Regions from separate parts of the Mus musculus genome. Here region 1 is linked to region 2. A link is a contact called in public promoter capture Hi-C data. All regions are on one chromosome and are shown on one strand. Each heading gives the region's core, a stretch centred on a gene start, on an enhancer-like site or on the middle of the called end of the contact. The rest is flanking DNA. Distances are from core to core; before and after follow the strand shown. Region 1 holds the start of Sae1 (SUMO1 activating enzyme subunit 1). Region 2 holds the start of C5ar1 (complement component 5a receptor 1).

Evidence for each region. Capture Hi-C pulls out chosen DNA fragments and counts their contacts.
Region 1: a contact with region 2 is called in a promoter capture Hi-C map of adipose tissue. The contact joins the promoter of Sae1 here to the promoter of C5ar1 in region 2. A contact is called at or near these places in 2 of 39 promoter capture datasets (hippocampal neurons and neutrophils), 1 of 484 Hi-C or Micro-C datasets (macrophages), 2 of 115 datasets of contacts at active chromatin or transcription factors (bone marrow-derived macrophages and embryonic stem cells) and 1 of 9 other capture datasets (adipose tissue).

What each region holds. Positions count from the first base shown.
Region 1 is chr7:16,386,635-16,389,334 of GRCm38.p6, forward strand. Sae1 (SUMO1 activating enzyme subunit 1) reads right to left here and starts at 1,262. Exons shown (of 9, transcript NM_019748.3): 1 at 1,007-1,262. The coding sequence starts at 1,116.
Region 2 is chr7:16,258,071-16,260,770 of GRCm38.p6, forward strand. It overlaps C5ar1 (complement component 5a receptor 1), which reads right to left and starts at 1,268. Exons shown (of 2, transcript NM_001173550.1): 1 at 1,075-1,268. The coding sequence starts at 1,077.

The sequences.
Region 1 (2,700 bases), core at 12-2,511, 130 kb after region 2:
CAAAACATAAAATTCTAAAACCTCTCCCCCAAAAAATGCTCCCCCCAAAAATGCCTAGGGAGCCAATGTGTGATGATGCATGTATTTATCTCAGCACTTAAGACAAGTAAGATCTCTGCAAGTTCAAAGCCAGCCTAAGCTATAAAAACAATTACCTTTGGAGTTTGTTTTGATTTGAGTCAGGATCTCACTGTGGTAGCCCTGGCTGTGTTGGAACTACATAGCTCAGACTAACCTCGAACTCACAGACATACTCCTGCCTCTGCCTCAGGAGTACTAGAATTAAAAATATGAACAACCATATCCCCACAAAATATAATTTATAACTTGAATATGTTAAGGAAGCCAGGCGTGATGGCACGTGCCTTTTTAATCCCTGTACTCATTCGGGATGCAGAAGCAGGCAGATCTCTGAGTTTGAGATCGTCTACAGAGCGAGGCCCAGGACAGCCAGGGCCACAGAGAGAAACCTGGTCTGGGGGAAGGGGAAAGAAAAACAAACAAACAAACAAACAACCCAACGTCTGTAGCTGTGTGCTGAATAAATTGGGCCACTCTGCGCCTCTCCAGGGGTCCCTTTGTCAGGACTTGCCCTCAAGCACTCCTCTAGAGGAGCCTGTGGGGTTTGTCAAGTCCCCAGGGCGTCCAACACAGGTTCCCATGCATAGAAATTAATGAGCTCAGCCCGCCACCCCCCTATTTTGCACTAATGCTCACCCCACTTAGACCCTACAAGCCTCACCTAAATCCCACCATCACCAGGTACTGACACCGAGGGAGCCTCAAGTTCAAATCCTCCCTCTCCCCCGCCTCCTCCAAGGACACTCTCAATACTACACAGGGGACATCTCCACCTCCGGTACTTTGCAGAAACACCGTCCATTCGTCAGTTCTGAAGCACTAGGAAACCCAAGTGCAGCAATCCCGCCTCCGCTCCACAACAGGGCCGCACCCACTCCCTCAGGGCCCACACGCCGGCCCGCAGGATGCCCGCGGCGCCCCTCACCGCTTCTGGGCCTCCAGTCCCCACAGGCGGATCTGTCGGTCATACTGCGCTGCCTCCTCCTCGCTGATGCCACCGCCGCCGCCGCCGCCAGCCTCCTCCTTCTCTACCATGGCGCCGGCTTTCAGCTCACCCGCTCCCGCTCTCGCTAACCGCCAGCAGCGAGTCCGTGCACCGGGGACGCGCTTGCGCCTGCGCAGAGAGCCGCGCCTGCGCAGTGCCACCTCCGTGCTTTGCGGGAGACCACGTGGATACCGAAGACTCCAAGGCCCGCTCGCTGCCCCATCACGTGATGGAGACGCCAATCAATCCCGGAGAGGAAAAAGAAAAAAAAAGAAAAGTGGCGGGTGTTTTGATTCCTCGAGGATGTCCACGCGGTCATTTATGAAGCGGATCTGGATCGAGTTGTCACCGGGATTCCAGCATCGATGGTGTGGTGAAATAAAGATACTACTTTAAAATAACAACACATGGAGCTCACTACCTATTGAGGCGAAAAAAATAAAACAAAAGAAAGCTAGACTTTCCTCCTGGACAGAAAAAGAGGAAGGACTCCTCTCTGCCCTCTCCTCTCCTGACACATTCTCAAATCCTTATGTAAGATGCAAGACTCAAATTGATCATGGTGGGCTATGCCTGTAATCACAGCTTTTGGACAAAAATAAGTGAAAGGAATCAAAAGTTAAAGGCCAGCCTGGGTTACATGAGATCCTGTTAACAGAAGCAAACCTAAATTTATGAGCTCGTGCCTGTAATCCCAGCATTCATGCCTTCACAAGGCTGAAGTAGGAGAATTACTACGAATGAGATCCTGTCTCAAAACCGTCAAGGACTGAAAAGATGGCTCAGTAAAGTGCTTGCCTGAGTTTAATATCTATATTCCTATTTAAAACAAAAACAAAACAAACAAACAAACAAATTTGTAGTGCAGATTTGTAATCCCAGCACTTGGGAGAAGGTTTTCTGGGCCTTGCTCAGACCCACACTTATCTAACCAACAAACCCATATCCCAATGAAGATATCCTGGGTCAAAAACCAAGGCTGATGCTGGGTGATGATGGCTGCCCAGAGCTTTAATCCCAGCACTCTGGAGGCAGAGGCAGGAAGATCTCTGAGTTGGAGGCCAGCCTGGTCTACAGAGTGAGTTCCAGGACAGCCAGGGCTATATAGAGAAACCCTGTCTCAAAAAACAAAAACAAACAAACAAACAAACAAACAAAAAAGAGTTCAAAGCTGGGGCTGGAGAGATGGCTCAGTGGTTAAGAGCACTGACTACTCTTCCAGAGGTCCTGAGTTCAATTTTCAGCAACCACCTGGTGGCTCACAACCATCTCTAATGGGATCTGATGCCCTCTTCTGGTGTGTGTTTGAAGACAGCTACAGTGCACTCACATAAATAAAATTAATAAATAAATCTTTAAAAAAAGAGAGAGAGTTCAAAGCTGGGGCTGGCGAGATGGCTCAGCAGTTAAGAACACTGACTTCTCTTCCAAAGGTTCTGAGTTCAAATCCCAGCAACCACATGCCCTCCTCTAGTGTGTCTGAAGATAGCTACAATGTACTAAGATATAATAATAAATAAATCTTTAAAAAAAAAAAAACAGAGTTCAAAGCCAGTCTGGACCACATAGCAGGACTCTACCTCAAAAAAAAAAAAAATTAGAATAAATCCCAGTATGGTTACACATGCCTTTAA
Region 2 (2,700 bases), core at 18-2,517:
TGGTCTAGCACCATGCCTCAACGTCAGGTCCCAGGCATGGAGAGGGACCTGCCTAGAGGGTCATGGCCATTAACCACAGAAGGACCCAGGCCATCAGTGCTCCCATCTGGGCTTCCTCTAACTTTTCTGGGAATGGGCGTTCTTTCAAACTGGCTGTCAAGACTCTCAACATTGACCTTCCTTAGACTTCTTTACATGTTTACCAGGCTGGCCTCGAACTCACAGAGAACCTCCCGATTCTGCCTCCTGAGTGCGGGATTAAAAGGTGTGCGTCACAGCACCCAGTCTCTGCTTGGTAGTTTTAGACTCAGCGTAGGAGACGGAACCCTGGGCCACACTCAGGCTAGGCAGTGAGCTACAATCCCAACAGGTTTCTGCAATTGTTTCATTCTTCCTTCCTTTATTCACACTGTTTGAGTTTTTGTTTTGTTTTGCTTTTAGTCTTTGAGACAAAGTCTCAACAAAGTTGCCTAGGCTCGCCCCAAATCTCAAACCTCCTGCTAGGAGCCAGGATAGCAGGTTTGAGCCACCACCTTGGCTAGTTTGTAAAATTATTTTTTTGTTCTTGCTTTTCTGAAGTAGGGTCTCATGTAGTGTAGCCCAGGTTAACCTCAAAATTACTATGTAAGATTGAATTTCCAATCACTCCCACCCAGCTGTACGAGGTGCTGGTCATTGGACCCATGGCTTCCAGCTCTCCCACAGAGCACTCTCACACCTGATCTCTACCTCCAGCCCATTTGTCTCTGAACACAGTATCTCATAGTGTAGCTCACACTAGCCTAAAAGTCACTATGTAGCCTTGACTGCAGCATCCTGCCCCGGCCTCTTGAGGGCTCAGATTACAAGTGTAAATGAACATGCCCAACTTCTAGAACTCTTCAGTGAGGAGAGCTGACTCCAGGGTCTCCTGTCCTGAAGAACCTTCTTGAGCCTACATCTTGGTGAGGCCGCCGTGGTTCCCATAAATCCCCTTAGTCCGTTGGCCACATCCCATCTCAGAGTGTGAGCTCAGGATGGGAAAGGAGCTAGAAATGGGCAAAGAAAGTCAGACAGGGAGAGGAATCCACTCACCATGTCCTGGCTCCTCCTGGGTTCTGTGGTAACCAGCGACGGATGCCTGAAGGTCCCTGTCACCCAGGCTGTGCCTTTTAAACCCTCAAGAAGAGATGCAGGCAACTGAGAGGAAATGACTGTCTTGTCTCCTGGAGGTGCTCATTGGTCACTCACTGACCATCCTAGCTGAGGCTCCCTCCACCGGTGCTTACCCAGTACACCCTCAGCACCACCCAGTACCAACCAGCCAGGGGAGAGATGTCAACTTGGAAAAGGAAGGAAGTCTCTGGCCCCAGAAGGGGAAAAGGCAATTTCCAGGACTTCTTCACTTTTGGGGACGCAGCTGCTTTTCCTGGCCTCGTTCCCCAATCTGAGGAGGAGCCTACCTCTTCTGAAGGAAGTTTTGGAGTTTCTGGGGTTTCTACATGACAGAAATAATGACCACAGCTCCCCAGCCTGGTGGCTTTTATAGCAAGAAAGCACACAGAGGGCTGAAGAGATGGCCAAGGTCTTGGCGTTTTCTCTTAAGGGGGTTAGGGAGATGTGTTAACTCAATGCTAGCACTCAGGAGACTGGGGCAGGAGGATCACCCTGGGCTGCAGAACAGGACCTGTCTCAAATAATAAAGCAAAGCATGCTGGGATCATGGCTTGGTTGGTTAAACACTTGCCTAGCATGTGCAAAGCCCTGGATACCATTCCCAGCACCGCATAAAACCTGATGTAGTGCTGCATCCGACCCCAGCACCCAGGCGGCTGAGGCAGGAGAATAAGTTCAAAGCCATCCTCCTGGCTGCACAGTAACTTCTAATCCAGAGTAGGCTTTGTGAGATCCTTTGTAGCAGTGGCTCTCAACCTTCCTGACACTGTGACCCTGAAAACAGTTGGTTCCACATATTGTGGTGACCCCCAACCACAAAAGCATTTCATTGTTACTTCATAACTGTAATGTAAATATCAGATATACAAGATATCTGAGATGTGACACCCTCCCCCCAGGGGTCAGGACCCACAGGTTGAGAACCTGTGCTTTTTAGCAAAGACAAAATTGGCTCAGGTTAGGCACAATTATACATGCCTGTAATTCTATTACTTGGACAAAAGCAGGAGGATTAAAAATTCCAGGCCACCTGCATAGGAAGGACCAATTTTTTAAAAAAATAAAAATAAAACAAACCTATGGTCACATGTGTGGTACGCAATCCCAACACTCTGTAAACTCATGGTCAGTAAGAGCCACATAATGAAAGCCTATCTCAGGGCTGGGGGGCGTGGAGCATAAGAGATGAAATGTCTTATTCTGTCTTAACAGCCTAATTAATCCTTTGTTGTGTTTTCTGTTTGTTTGAAACCTGAAATCTTCTATCTTCTCTCTTCTCCTCCCACATCCTACCCTGAACACCTGATGCATCAGCCACGTGAGACCACAGGACCCCGGAACTCCTGTGAGTATGCAGCGAGATGGGCCGTGAAAGGAACACACTCCGGAGATTTCAACGATGTCTATAATCTCAGCATTTGGGAGGTGGATGCAGGAGACACCATAGCTCAAGTTCATTCCTAGCAATACAGACAACCCGAGACACCATCTCAAACACTCAAAAACAGCCAGATGTGGTGGCACAAGCCTGTAATCCCGACACTC